5 separate regions of the Mus musculus genome follow, and all the other regions are linked to region 3. The links are chromatin contacts, called in public Hi-C and HiChIP or PLAC-seq maps. All regions are on one chromosome and are shown on one strand. The core of a region is the stretch at or near the end of the contact, and the rest is flanking DNA. Distances in the headings are between cores, read along the strand shown. Region 1 has its middle 24 kb from the start of Gm41112. Region 2 has its middle 11 kb from the start of Gm32068. Region 3 overlaps Zmiz1os1 (a long non-coding RNA gene). Region 4 overlaps Gm32068 (a long non-coding RNA gene). Region 5 overlaps Zmiz1 (zinc finger, MIZ-type containing 1).

The links. Hi-C and Micro-C count contacts between places; a contact is called where the count stands out from the background. HiChIP or PLAC-seq counts read pairs in DNA pulled down with a chosen protein or histone mark.
Region 1: a Hi-C map of cerebellar granule neurons shows a contact between it and region 3, with 1.7 times the contacts expected there. The contact joins two enhancer-like sites. A contact is called at or near these places in 4 of 484 Hi-C or Micro-C datasets (the N1E-115 cell line, cerebellar granule neurons and cerebellum) and 5 of 115 datasets of contacts at active chromatin or transcription factors (cardiomyocytes, embryonic basal ganglia, embryonic fibroblasts and 2 more).
Region 2: a contact with region 3 is called in an H3K27ac HiChIP or PLAC-seq map of neural progenitor cells, with 2.3 times the contacts expected there. The contact joins two enhancer-like sites. A contact is called at or near these places in 5 of 115 datasets of contacts at active chromatin or transcription factors (astrocytes, bone marrow-derived macrophages, cardiomyocytes and 2 more).
Region 4: a contact with region 3 is called in a Hi-C map of cerebellum, with 1.6 times the contacts expected there. The contact joins two enhancer-like sites. A contact is called at or near these places in 2 of 484 Hi-C or Micro-C datasets (cerebellar granule neurons and cerebellum) and 7 of 115 datasets of contacts at active chromatin or transcription factors (astrocytes, embryonic hindbrain, embryonic stem cells and 3 more).
Region 5: a Hi-C map of bone marrow-derived macrophages shows a contact between it and region 3, with 2.9 times the contacts expected there. The contact joins two enhancer-like sites. A contact is called at or near these places in 1 of 484 Hi-C or Micro-C datasets (bone marrow-derived macrophages) and 5 of 115 datasets of contacts at active chromatin or transcription factors (bone marrow-derived macrophages, cardiomyocytes, effector CD8 T cells and 2 more).

The regions. Positions count from the first base shown.
Region 1 is chr14:25,073,605-25,076,304 of GRCm38.p6, reverse strand. No RefSeq gene overlaps it. Among named protein-coding and RNA genes, the nearest start is that of Gm41112, 24 kb to the right of the region's middle. Within about 2 kb of position 1,419, at least 18 of the 459 cell types and tissues checked have an H3K27ac peak or open chromatin away from gene starts, as enhancers often do. A contact at or near this core is called in cerebellar granule neurons and cerebellum, where this site is marked.
Region 2 is chr14:24,938,440-24,941,245 of GRCm38.p6, reverse strand. No RefSeq gene overlaps it. Among named protein-coding and RNA genes, the nearest start is that of Gm32068, 11 kb to the left of the region's middle. Within about 2 kb of position 1,500, at least 60 of the 459 cell types and tissues checked have an H3K27ac peak or open chromatin away from gene starts, as enhancers often do. A contact at or near this core is called in astrocytes and neural progenitor cells, where this site is marked.
Region 3 is chr14:25,370,533-25,373,324 of GRCm38.p6, reverse strand. All of the region lies in intron 1 of Zmiz1os1 (a long non-coding RNA gene), which reads left to right. Among named protein-coding and RNA genes, the nearest start is that of Gm41113, 7.3 kb to the left of the region's middle. Within about 2 kb of position 1,509, at least 161 of the 459 cell types and tissues checked have an H3K27ac peak or open chromatin away from gene starts, as enhancers often do. A contact at or near this core is called in astrocytes, bone marrow-derived macrophages, cerebellar granule neurons and 2 more, where this site is marked.
Region 4 is chr14:24,958,722-24,961,518 of GRCm38.p6, reverse strand. The region is part of intron 2 of Gm32068 (a long non-coding RNA gene); the gene reads right to left. Among named protein-coding and RNA genes, the nearest start is that of Gm32068, 9.7 kb to the right of the region's middle. Within about 2 kb of position 1,323, at least 76 of the 459 cell types and tissues checked have an H3K27ac peak or open chromatin away from gene starts, as enhancers often do. A contact at or near this core is called in cerebellar granule neurons and cerebellum, where this site is marked.
Region 5 is chr14:25,639,225-25,641,924 of GRCm38.p6, reverse strand. The region is part of intron 7 of Zmiz1 (zinc finger, MIZ-type containing 1); the gene reads right to left. Among named protein-coding and RNA genes, the nearest start is that of Gm52102, 21 kb to the left of the region's middle. Within about 2 kb of position 1,389, at least 130 of the 459 cell types and tissues checked have an H3K27ac peak or open chromatin away from gene starts, as enhancers often do. A contact at or near this core is called in bone marrow-derived macrophages, where this site is marked.

The sequences.
Region 1 (2,700 bases), core at 170-2,669, 300 kb after region 3:
CTGTAGGGGTGGTGAGGATGGAGGGCAGAGAGGGAGGCCAACTGTATGGGCTGTGAGGAGGGAGGGCAGGCAGGGAGGATAACTATAGGGGAGGCCACACTGGGCTTCCTTCTCTGACATAGTTTCTCTTTAGCAGCTGATGGGGAGAGCCAATGGGCCCTATTACCCATGTCCCCATGTCTCTACAGAACTCAGAGATGACACAGAGATGTCCGTGCTACCCACAGACGGTCATGCAGAATTGTGAGGAGCAGGCTAGCAGGCTAGCAGGCAGGTGGCCTCACAGTGATGAGTGGCTTAGACAAAGATGGCCACTGGAGAATTACAGCCCCTGCCCCAAACTCCCTGGGGAGATCCTGAGCCTGGCTAATGACCTAAATAGTAGTGTTCTGTTAATTCCCTGCTCACCTGGGTACACCGGCTCCCTCTAAGGACCCCCGTGTCCTGAGCACAGTAACCTCACAGTCTCCAGTCCAGGAACCAGCTGTGGCCTCCACATCTGTGCACAGCCTGGGTGGCTCAGAGTCTGAGCAGCTGGAGAATACAGGCCCAACAAAGGCAGGAAACAGGGAAAACCAACCAGAAGAGAAACAGCAATGCACTTCCTCCACAGGGACGCATCCACTGTCTCTTCTCTCTGAGGAAGCTTGGCCTCTCACTGCAAGATCTCTCTAGCTGTATAAGGAAGGCAGTTTCCTGTCACACTGACAAGTTACCTGACACAGTCAACTCAAAGGAGTGAAGACCTGAGATTTTGGTCCATCCTGTCCAGCCATGTTGCTTTTTGACTAGGGGTATCACAGGACCAGCATGGTGGCAAAGAGGCCTGAGGCCCGAGGCCCACATCCTTCTGGGAAACAAAGCAAAGAGAGGGTAGGGGTCAGATTCCAATATGTCTTCAAAGACACTTTCCCAGGGACCTTACCTTCTCCTGTTGGGTCTCTACAGTTAAAAGGTCTTATCACACCCTAACAATAGCACAGGCTAGGAACCAACCTGTCAACTCACAGGCCTTTGAGGAACACTTACCATCCAAAGCACAGCAGTGTTTGGTCTAGGTTAGGGAAGAGCACGTGGTGTGCCAGAGCATCCTTGTGCTGAAGCCTCCTTGGGGTCCTGGCGGCTTTGCCTTGCAGGCTCAGACCTGGACCCACATCAGTTTCTCCTTTCTCCAAGGACTTAACTGCCCAGGGGAGGCTGCAGTGGGTTTCTATGAAAGCGGCAGGATTTCCCTGCCGTGCTGTCTCTCCTGGGAAACCTCCAGCATGCACTACAACACATAACTGTCACTCCAGTTTCTTTCCCCCGCTCCTCAGGGTTTCTCTCATCCCCTTCCAGACATGTGTCCTACCTTTCTATTCACCTTCCACATCTGCATCCAAACTCTAACCATGCTCTGCTGTGGGAGGGGATGGTTGACAGCCGCCAGCATGCGGGAAGAAGGGGGTGCTTTTCCTCCCACTAGCAAGATGCTCTAGGACGGGCTGCTTGGGATCCACTGTCTTCGTAGAGAAACTGGGAGAAGGGGGCAGATGTGGAAACTGAGGCTCAAAGAGACTATGACCTCTCCCCAAGGTCTACCTGAGGTTGTACATCAAGTCGGTGGTGGGGCTGGGCCATGAGCCTATAGCACTGCAGCCTGAATCTCAGCCAATTCTAAGTCTTTTCGGGAACCTTTTTGACAGATGGCTTCCCTCTGCATGAATGCTTCTAGTTCCTGGGAGCCCAGCCCTGTGGAAGGCAACTTCTGTGCTTCTGGGCAGAGCCCCAGCTCCTTCTACCCTGCAAAATGTTGCTTTGTGACAGTCACCTTCCACTGACACACCTTACCTTTCATTTGTTGGGTCATTCATTCATTCATTGATTTGATCACATGCCTGTGTCTAGTGAAGTTCATGAGCCCATCTTAACTTTCCGAGCTGGGACGGCCCCATAGAGTACAACCCGTGTGGTGTAGACCTGAGTTCTGCTCCAGTGATTCTATCTCTGCTCTCTCCTGCATCTTCAGGACCAACCACAGCAAAGGCGCTACATAATGAAAAGGGTATTTTCATTGTGGGGAATATGAATGAGCTGACGTGGAACAGGAAGATGTCCAGGTATGGTGACAACACACAACACAGTCAGTTCTTCTAGGGGCGGGGCTTTCCTGAGGAAAGGGGAATTAGCTGTGAGACAAATGGTAAGGTTTCCAGAGACAGTAGGTGGGGGGAGCTAGGAGGAGCAGAGGCAGAGACAATGATAGACAACAGACATGATACAATGGAGGTGCTCCCTCAAGCCTGTGTGCTGCGGTCTCGGGGTGAGAATAGTGAGCAAAAAGAAAGGAAGCAACAAGAGACCGTTGAACACAAAAAGCCTTGAACCCTAAGCAAAGGCATCTGCATGTTGGTCTAAGGCAAGAGGAGGCTGCGGTGGGTTTCTATGAAAGTGGCAGGTTTCAAGTGATGCCCTGTGATGATAGCTCTCTCTCTCTCTCTCTCTCTCTCTCTCTCTCTCTCTCTCTGTGTGTGTGTGTGTGTGTGTGTGTGTGTGCTCGAGTGCACATCTCTGTATGCATGTCAGTGCTTATATGTATGTGCTCCTTTGTGTGTCTTTCATCTGTGTGTCTCTGTTGTGTATATATTTTGCATCTGTGTGTGTATGTCTCTGTGCGTGTCTTTATGTGTGTGTCTACGTATGTCAGTGTGTGTCTCTATC
Region 2 (2,806 bases), core at 251-2,750, 430 kb after region 3:
GTGGCGCACGCCTTTAATCCCAGCAGTTGGGAGGCAGAGGTAGGCAGGTTTCTGAGTTTGAAGGCAGCCTGGTCTACAGAGTGAGTTCCAGGACAGCCAGGGCTGTCTGTACAGAGAAACCCTGTCTCGACCCCCCACCCCCACCACCAAAAAAATAGAACTCCTCCCACCACGGCTCCTACTGAGCTCCTCCCACCATGGTTCTTGCTGCTCATGTCTGTTTTCTGCTCTATTTCCTGTTCGCTCCACAAGAGGTCTTTAAATTGTCCTTGAGAATTGACCCATGGCCTACTCGGATTTATATAAGTACTGAAATGTTCGTTCTCTCCTGCACCCCAGCCTCTGCATGCTACTCACAATGAGGCCATTTCAAGCTGGACCTTTAGAATAAAGTAATCAACATGAAGGGAACATCTTTCTGTGTTGTTTCTTTCAGGTGGGTTTTTGTAGTTTTCAGAACTATAAATGTGTTGTACTTGGTCATGGATTTTCTTGGGTTTGTATGAGATTCTACCTCCTGAATCTGGTTTCTCCTGCTAAATTTAGATCAGTAAGCCTTTACAGATCTTCATTTCTATAATTTCAGTAAGACATATCTTCTGATGTGGTCAGCTAGGTCCCTAAGACTTCCTAGTTTTGTCTATTTAACCTGTTGACCAAATTGTGTATGTTCTGTCCATCTGCCCTCTAGCTCCGTAATTATTTCTGCCCTTCTTCATCTTTGCTCTGCTTTTAAGTCCATTCAGATAAATTTTATTTGTTTGTTATTGCATTCTCTACAACATCCATTTTTCTTGCTTTTCAGTTTCTGTTTCTTTACTGAGATACCCTTTTCATTTGCTTGAAGAGAATTCATAATTACTTATTGATGAACTTTCACAATGACTGCCTTAAAGTCCTTGGCAGATCCTTCCGATATTTGAATCATTTTCCTGCTGGTTATCATCGTTACTCAGCATGTTCTCCTGCTTGCAATAGGACCTAGTTTTGTTATTGCTATAGCCTTGGCACTTTACACATGATGTCATGAAACTCAATTCTATTTGATTCTCTTCTCTGTTAAAAGAAACCAAGCTGTCCATTTTAAAAGACATGATGGAGAGCTGGAGGAGTCCCTGTATTCAGCTTCCAGCAGGGGCCACTGTCACTAAGGAGGCTAAAGTAAAGGGCTGACTCACTGGCTTTGTTGCTGGGGAGGAAGCTCACACAGCACAGAGCTGACACCAGGGACTGAAAGGGTCATAGTCTTGCTTCCCACCATCTATGCTCCTGTGTGGTGATCAGGAGGTAGAAGTGCAGCTCCTCTAACGGACCCACTGATTCCAGAGTAAGAAGGGAAAAGGGCCTGGACTCTTTCCTCTTAGAAGGCCCTTTCCTGGCTTCCTGAGTGTACCCTCAGCTCCCTACTGGAGGCCACTGATACAACCATGGGGGCACTGGCACGCAGACTGTTTCCTCTGGGAAAGGAATTAAAGAGCAGCTCCCCACTCAACCCAGCCAACGCTGTCTTGGCACAGAAATTGGAGCAGTGCCTAGTTCCGCTGGGGGGAGATGAAAGGTCTCTCTATTCCTCCCCATTTGGCATCGCTCCGATGAGGGAGCAGAGCCCTTTCTGAGCCCGTGAAGCAGAGGGAGACATGAGGGCCAGTGGAAGGCCAGTTCCTGGCTCCAGTCTGTAAAACTGTGTGTCTGTGTGTGTGTGTGCAGGTGAGGGTTTCTGCCAGTGCTCAGCTGGAGTAGTGCGGATATCACTACGAATAGTTTCTGTCCTTAGGGTGCCCTGGATCTGGTCCTTTAGTTATGGGTAATAGGTTTCCTCTCTCTCTCTCTCTCTCTCTCTCTCTCTCTCTCTCTCTCTCTCTCTTGCTCGTTCTCTCTCTCTCCTTTCCATTCCTGTTGTTGAAGTTTATGGGTCAGAAGCCTCAGCAGCACCCGACTGGCATATGTAGTGAACAAGAAGGAAACTGAATACACGCCATAGCTCCTCTAGTTCCCAAAGCCCTCCCTCCTCCCTCCTCCCTCCTCCCATCCTCCATGGTTCTCCCACACTTGTCTCTTCTCTCACACCAAGAGGTCTTCAGCTTCAGCAAGGGCCTGGGGTGAATGATGGTACTCTAGTTTGCCACAAATGAAACTCAGAAAAGCATCCCAGCGTTCACTTTTAGAAGGAGACTGGTGGTCAATATCTAGCTTGGACCCAGCAGCAGCCAGCTTACAGCACAGCCATGGCCATGGTCCCACAGGCTCAGCTCATGGCCCTGTCAATCACAAGAGCTCTCCCTAAGGGTACCTAGTTTTTGTTTTTCTTTCTCCTTGCACAATGGATTAGTTTCTCCTGAGAAATTCACTCCATCTTCCACCAACTGGCAGAACAGTAGCGACCTGCTCCTACAGGGTAAAGCTGAATTTTCCACTGGGGTATGGTGTAGCCTGTGTGTTTTCCCTTCTTTAGATAGCGAGTCCTGCTTTCTTTATCACACCAATCAGGTAAATTTTTTTTTCTAGCACTAGTTTTCTGGCTCCCTAATGCCACTCTGACACACAGCGATTCAATCTGTTTCTGACACCGATGACTATAGGGCAGTGTAGACAGTCTAGGCCAGTGCTTCTCAATGCTGTGACACTTTAATACAGTTCCTTATGTTGAGGTGATCCTCCAACCATAAAATTTTTTTATTGCTATTTCATAACTGTGATTTTGCTAGTTATGAATTGTAAATATTTTTTGGAGCTAGAGGTTTGCAAAAGGGGTCAATCCTTCATGGCAGTCCTGACTTTAAACACTATTGTCGAGTTCTAGCCTGTG
Region 3 (2,792 bases), core at 260-2,759:
CACTGTTTGCCAAGAAGTCTTAAGATCTTCCCCAGGAGTAGAGGATGGTAGAAGAGAGTCTTTACGCATGCAGGCTTGTTTTCTCGCCTGCCGACCGTTCATAGCTATCTCCAAGCCCACAACTAAGGCTGTGTTCTGTCTAGGTTTCTGGGTTATGGTCCTTCATACCCACCCCCTCCCCTGGCTCAATCTGTGCCTACCCTTTTCATTTTCTGATCCCACGGGCCTGACTTACCTTCGCCTGTTTGGGCCTCACTTTCATGCATCAAGTGGGACAAAGAACATTGGGAGCTCGGTAGCATTTGGAGGATCTGGTAGACTAACCAGTACCCATTACACATTAGTTTTTGAAAGCCTGTCAGTTAGATGTTCCTGACAGAATGCAGAATCCTTTCTCTGGGGTGTAAGAGACCTACAGATACTGATCCGAGGAGATGCCCATGCATAGAAGTTTATGGAAAATGTTGGGAGTGCAACTCTAGGGGGTGTTTATGAGCATGTATTGCTCCTTGGGACTGTAATGCATGCTTTAGGGGGCAGCTGGCCACTAGCTCCACCCAGTGCTCGGAGGATGCAGCGTCTGCAGCCACCAGTTTGCTCTGCAAGGATGTGGCTAGCTGGATATCACAAACCAGCCACAAGAGTCCAGTTGTCCTAAGGAGGTCAAGGGCCTCAAAGAGCCTTTGCTTTGGACCCCGTACTGTTCACATAATGGCCTCAATGCTCAAGTACTGGCCTGGGAGAATTCCTGCCTGTCCACTTATGCACGCATGTACATATGTATGCACACCATTCATACGCTTATGGGAACAGAACTGCAGACTGATTTATTTACTAGCACGGACAATCTGAGTGTCTTCCAGCTTGTCCTTTGTTCAGTGTCAGAATATGATGCCAGGTAATGCCCAGAAAGAATCTTCTATTTAGTTTCTGCTGCCTTTCAGCCATCCCCATTTTACTGGCTAGAGAACGGAGGTAAGAAGGGATAAGTGCTTTGCCTTAGGATCCAAAGCAAGGAAGTGACAGAGCCAGTAGCAACAAGAAAGGTACCAGGGTGTCCTGACCAGTGTTGGGGCTCCTCTGGGAGGTGGTGTCTGCCCCACTGGAGAGTGTGATTTAAGCATCTTCTCCACTCAGCACTCCCATTTTGCAGATTGGAAGAGTGACTGTGCTCACATCTGGTAAGCTCTGAGCAGGGGCTGTGGTTTCAGCCCACACAGCTGGGAAATTCCAGGCCTGAGGCTGCTGCTGGGTGCACAAGGTTCATTTAGAATCCAAATGAAAAATAATGATACTAAAAAGGAGCTTGACAAACACGGTTGCATACAGAAGCCTGGGGGCCGGCCATTTCCTGAGACTGCTCTTCAGGGCTGCCTGCCTGCCCAAGGCCTTGCCCACTGCTGGGGATCCTTGGCCAGCCAGCCGATGGCCCTGGCAGAGCCTCTAACTGAGCCCTACCCCCAGTCCTGCTGACACAGGCATCCTGGTCCCTTACCTCCCAGCCCTCCCTTGCCTGCTGGCAGGCTGTGGTAACAAGATGCCCTTTGTGTGTGTGTTGGGGGAAGGGGGCAGTGGGCAGCTCCTATGCTGCTTCTTGCTTCTGAGTCACAGCTCCTGCCAGCTCTGGGGACAGAGAGTTGCAGGTGACTGGCCAGGCGGCAAGAAGCCCAAGACCTTGGAGATGACCTCAGACAACCCCTTCCTCAAACAGTGGGGAAAGTGAGGCTGAGAAGGGGGAAGGGAGTGTCCTCTAGGCACTTGTTAAGGGGGAACATACTTCTGTAGCCAGGGGCTTCCACACTTGCAGGGACTTAGTAATATCCTTTGTTCACCAGAATAGCTACTGTGTCCAGGGACACATATGTACAAGCTCACACATGTGCATGTGAGCACATGTTCATAAGCATGTGATTGAATGAACTTGTGTCAGTATTCATGTTTCCCTAAGGTCCCCACACTTCCTCCAAGACTTTAAGGCCTGGCCTCAGGGACATTTGTCTATTCTGTCTGATGCAGAGGTGACCTAGGCTTGTCCTTACCCACTGCTTAAACATTTCCACCAAGGCAGCTGTGTGTCTGTGATGGGCAGTTCACTTCTTGACACGTCACGCCTGAGCCCGAGGTGATATGTCTCAGCTCCCTGACGTAGTGCAGTATGGGACTCACAGTGGCTTTAGACAGATGATATTTCTGAGGACACTGGCTCCAGAGCCAGGCTGCCAGGCTGACTTCTGGCTTCCTCATTTCCTGGTGTATGACTTAGGATCTTTACATCTTCTCCGGGTCTCCATTTCCTCATCTGTAAAGTGGAGACCTCAACAGACTTGCCTCTCAGGGTTGTTTTTTTTACACATTACAGGGATTGGTTTTTACCCATGAAGCTCTGAGAACTCCTAGCTGTCTCTGGCAGGCCCTTAAGGAGTATTAGAGTCTATTATTAGTGCTTTTCCTGAGCCCACGCAACCCCAAGGGAGATGCAGAGGTCTGGAGCTGACTTGGATTCACAGCCTGGTTGTAAGACTGAGGAGAGGACAGGTTTTTTTTGGTCTGCTGACAGATCAGCAACAGAAATGGCAGAGGCTTTTCTTGGGAGGACATGACTGTTCTGGGCTATGGCCTCCTGAATGTGGCCACTCTGAACTGTAGCTTCCAAATTTCAGCATCTCTGATGTCCCATGGGCCTCCCAGACACAGCAATAGCTAGGCTTCAGGAGGGAAGACAGTGAGGCCCCTGGCTAGAATGGGGGCTTTGGTGGCTTTGGCTGGCAGTACATTCTCTCTCGCTGCTGCTG
Region 4 (2,797 bases), core at 74-2,573, 410 kb after region 3:
CAAGCATCTATAACCCATATGTCAGCTGAGGCCTTTGGGCCCTAACTATTTGGGCAGGCATGGCTTCAACCTCTAATTCCAAGCTCTGAAAAAGGCAACAGATTCCTGCCCCTAACTACCTCCGACTCCTGGAAGGATCTTGGACACCTTTCTAGACCAAGCCTGTGTCCCAAGAGCTCACTGTCTACTGGTATATAATAAATGTCAGAATTATATTGAGGCCATCAAGGCAAGGACGACCAACAACATTACGAAACTCAAAGCCTCACAGCCCACAAGATACCTCTCTGGCTCTGTTTTCTCATCCCTCCCTCCCCTCCTTCCTGGCTCCCTCCCACAAGACCCACCCTGCAACTCCTATTGGGTCCATCTGCTGCCTCTTGAACCAACGTGAATCTCTGCTTCAGACTCTGGAGGAATTGAGGGAAATGATTTCCTCATCTCATTCCACATCAATTACTTCTGACCATGCCTTAGGTCCCAGGGCCATGTCTGTCCCCAGCCACCCAGCAAGCTTCTGGGCTCTGGTCCCAGTCAAATGTAGGAAAGCAAAAACCATGAGCAGACCTTCAAGGGAAAGAATTATAAAAGAGTCTCATCTCTTTAAAGACTACGCAGCTGACTCACACTGCATCCTGAAGTTTATAGCACTGTCTCCACAACACACGGTGGGGGCTGGGGTTGTAGCTGGCTGACACCCGCCAACCTGGCTCCTGAGGCCCACCCACAGTTAGCCCCTAGCCCTGATCCACAGACTTGGAAGCCAGCAGAGTTCACACACTGAAGCCTCTCCGAGCCTGGCTGTCCCTTCAGAAGCTGACCCTGCCTGACAAGTCATGTGTCGTTTTAGAACCCTGCTCCTTATGGGGTAGTCTCCATGGGCTGGGGACATTAAGGAAAATACAAGAAATGGGAACGGAGGAGGATTCTGAATCCTCTGAAACATGCTACCCTAGAGGGAGATACTAGATCCCTATTTGTTGAGCTTAAGAAATGCCAGCTGATTTCAACACACTCCTCAGTAAGTCCCTGATTAAGAAGGCAAGACACTGTCACAGGAGACACATGCCTCATCTCCATGCCAATGCAGTGGGTCTCTGGATAAGCCCAGCTGATGGCACATGTTTCTTTCCCTGGCACAGACAAGCATGGAGAACAGATACTACTAATGCCCACTCCTCGGGCCTCAAAGCAGGCAGGGAGCCTGGTAGCTTCCATAGAAGGGCACAAAGGTTCTGCAGCTGTGCTGAGGTCAGGGACAGAGGCCTGGGCTCAGCAGAGAGAGCCAAGTGCCTGGTCCAACTGCTACCGCTGTGAGTTGGGCTGCATGCCGGAGGCAGACGGTACAGGGCCAGCCAGCCTTTCATCACTGCCTGGGCCAGGCCTGCAGTCTGCAGCGTGCCCTCCCCTCCCCTCTCACCACAGGCTTGCTCTCTCAGCCTCCATCACTGCCTCTTTCTACTCTTTCTTCCTCTGCCTCTCTTATCCTCTCTAGGTCCACCCACTTTTCCTCCTCCTCCCCCCCCCCCCCCACTCTGTCTCTGTCACCTGTTTGCCAGCCTCTTTCTACCTCTGTCTGAGTCAAAGTTCAGGGGAATAGGAGAGAAGGAGGTCGAGTTCTAAAGAAATCCCAACTAAAATCACGCAGAAACCTACTATGGTTTGTGACTCTACCCTCAAGTTTATTTTAATCACGAACACACAGTGCAATGCCATTGAGGGGTGGGCCTTTACAGGGTTTGGTGTTTGTTAGGGAAGACCCTCATGAATGAGACTGTTTCCATTATAAAAGAGGTTTTGGGGAGGGGAAAGGGTTGCCTACCCCTGTCACCAAAGGACATTTGTAGAAGGTACTGTCTGTGATGTTAGAACTGGGTCTTCTGCAGACATGGAGCCCACCCAGGCAGCAGGCTCTGCTTGGTGCCCCTGGGCAAGGAAAACGCTACAGTATCAGGTTCATACTGGCACCCAAATCATCTTTTGGGCTCTGTTTCTGCTTTGACAGGGCTCCAGTGCATACACACAGGTGGATTTGGGGATCTGCTGCATACCCTGATGTTCCCTATGGGCAGGGGCAACCCAAAGAGAGGGCCAGGAGAGGTAGAGGGTGTAGCCAACTGTAATCCCTGGAGGGCAAAGTCAGAGCTTAGCCTGGGATGACTATCAGTCGCTTGTCACTGTAACAAATGACCCTAGACAATCAGTTTAGCAAAGGCAAGGGGTCATTCCAGCTACTGTTTTCACAGTGAGAGTGTGGCAAAGGAAGGTTTTCACCTCGTGGTGGATAGGAAGCAAATGGGCAGTGGGTGATACACACACTCAGTGGTGTAAATTCTTCCCATAAGATTCCACATTTTGAAAACTGTACCACTTCCTAGTAGCACAATAGGATGAGAAATAAGCCTTCTCCACACCTATCTTTGGAGGACAGCCTACATCCAGCCTGGCATTGTTTCAATACAGATGCTTACCCGCCAAGGCTCATGCATGAAGGGCCCGGTGACACCTAGACAACATTGGATGGCTCCTTCTCCCTCAGTGGATGCATCTAAAGCTGCATGGGCCACCAGGAGGTGAGGCCTGATTGGAAGAAACACGCCACTGGAGGCACACTCTCGAAGGGCCTGCCTCCTCTCCAGTCCCTTTTCTGTCTGCTTCCTAACTGCCATGAAGTGAGCAGCTTCTCTACCACAGGGTGTTATCCCTGTGTACTGCCCCTATGGTCATGTGATCATGGACTGACACCTCTGGTATAGTAAGCAAAAATTGTTTCTTTTTAAATTTGATTTTATAAGGC
Region 5 (2,700 bases), core at 140-2,639, 270 kb before region 3:
GCACAGACACGCCCGGAGAGAAATATTTACAATTACCCTATTATCTCAGAGGAGAAGACGGGAGAATCGGAGGTTCAAGGTTATCCTTGGCTACATGGAAAGTTTGGGTCTAGCCTGGGCTGTATGAAGCCCCGTCTCAAAAACAAAACAAAACAATAACCCTAAACTCTAAACCCAAACTAAACAACACAAAACACAGGCGGGAGATGGCTCAGTAGTTAAGAGCACTGACTGCTCTTCCAAAGGTCTTGAGTTCAAATCCCAGTAACCACATGGTGGCTCACAACCATCTGTAATGAGATCTGATGCCCTCTTCTGGGGAGTCTGAAGACAGCTACAGTGTATTTACATATAATAAATAAATCTTAAAAAAAAAAACAACCACAGTGCAGATGAATAAATACTGTTCTCTCAACACACCGGCCACTGTGGACTAAGAATCAGTACCAAGAGGCTCAGTCAAGAACACAATGTGAGCACAGGCCTTGGGGTCTGAGCAGCACATTCTCCAAGAGGATAAGAGTGAAGCAGGCTCAGTATTCTTGGTGTCCAAGGAGGGGGATATCAGGGCTAGACTGGAGAGAGAAACGGCATGGCTCAGGAGCAGGGCCCAGGAGCACAGGTGGCTGACTGAGGACTAAATGCAGCTTGTGAAAGTGAGGCCTGTGGCCAGGCAAGAAGGGAGGGGCTGAGCCACAGATGGCATAAAGTACCTGGCTGGGACACCCTGCAGAGCGTGTTTTCACAGAAAAGGGAGACCTCTGGCCATCCATTATCCTTCTGGATTCCCAGCTCTGGTATGCTGGACAGAGGTTCTCGAGTGACCGATCTCGAGTGACCGAATAAAGCAAAAAAGTCTGTCTTTCCCCCACCACACCCCACCCTTCAGAACTGCTTTACAAACTCCCTACCACCTTCCAGGCTCGTGAAGATTTGATTCAGGTTTTAACAAGCAGCTGGACAGGTCCAGGGGGGAGGGGGGCCCCCTGTCTCTCATCATCTTGGCTCCCAGGCTACTGTATCTAAGGCCCCTACTACCCTCAGCACCATGGCTGGGCCTTGTGGGAGGAAACCACCTTTTCCTGTTCTGCCTACCACTGACAGAGTACAAAGCTAGCCAACATTTCCCAAGTGGGCTCTCCACTGCCTGGCCAGTAGGTTCCCTGTCTCAGAACAAAGGTGGCCATCTACTTAGTGTGCACAGGGCCCGGGGGCTGCTGGACGCATGCTGGAGAAGCAAGTGACAGGCACAAGGGGGGCGGACCCAGGCCTCACGACAGAAGTGGCATCCACCAGCACACTGTGACTCATCGCCTTCTAAGGGCTCTGACTTGACAGGCAACCACAGCATCAGGCCTGTGATGTGTCACCTCTGCCTGGACTCTCACCCCTGTCTCTGCAAACCAAGGACAAACCAAGCTCCTGTGCCAGCAGGGAAAAGGGACTGGAGTGGGAGGGGACTGAGTGGCAAAAGGTGTCAGGGAGAAGGGCTCTGGGAGATGCATGCCAGGCCTTTGGGAGAGGCGTAAGCACTGGCCAGTCTCAGTGATCAGCACTGTTAGTGACCTGAGGCTCCTCCTCTGAGCTTTTCTTATTAATTAATTAACTAATTAATTAAATGGTGTGATGGTGCTTAAGTTTAATCCCAGCACTCAGGAGGCAGAGGCAGGTGAATTTCCAGAGGCCAGGTTGGTTTACATAATGAGTTCCAGGTCAGCCAGAGCTACACAGTAAGACCCTGTCTTGGAAAAGGGAATTGTGTGTGCGTGTGTGTAGAAACACTAGGCCACAGCACACATGCGTAGGTCAGAGGACAACCTGTGGGAGTTGGTTCTCTCCCTCCATGATGTTGGTTCCAGGAGATCAAACAAAGTAGTTGTCAGGTGCCTTTGTCCACTGGGCTACCTCAGTGGCCGTTTTTGCTCTCTTGTTAAAAATAATTTTCTGGGGTGGGGGCAAGAAGAGCCTACTACCAACAGAGCCTGGTACAGCTGTGCAAAAAATAACAACTCATACAACTTGTGTTTTTCCTTTTGTTTTGAGACACAGCCTCACTATGTAGCCCAGGTTGGTCTTGGATTTTTGACCCTCCTGCACACACCTCTCCTGAGTGGGATACAGCCTGTATCTTTGGTACCCTTTGGTTTCGCTTTCTATAGTGTTGGCAATCGAACCCAGGGCCTTGGGTTTGCAAAACAATACTCTACCACTGCCCCACCCCCAGCCCCTGCTTGCTCTGAAGGGGCTGGGAAGGGAGGAAGAGCCGGTCAAGAGGAAATCAGGCTAGTGTTTGGAGGCCATACAAGTCCCTGGGGATCCCCGTGCACCAGGCTTGGTTCTAATCTTCTTCCCACAGATGAGGAAACTGTGGGTCAGAAACTGGTGTCCAGTCTCACGGCCCCATGCCATGCCATGCCTCCACCTAGCATTCCGGGGCCTCGCTTTAGATTGTAGCAAATCCCTGGCCCTGGAGGAGGCAGGAGCTCACCCTTGATCTCAGAGGCTCCAGCGGCTTTGATTGTAATCAAATTAATAGATAAACAAGATTTATTAGACTCTTAATTAGCTTTGCGACACCGATTTGCATAGAGACAATGTGCTAATCACAAATGGCTTTTTAAACCACTCATTAAAAACCTGGGATGAGGAAACAGACGTTGTTGGGATAAAGTCCAGATCACCTCAGGGACACTGAAGGTG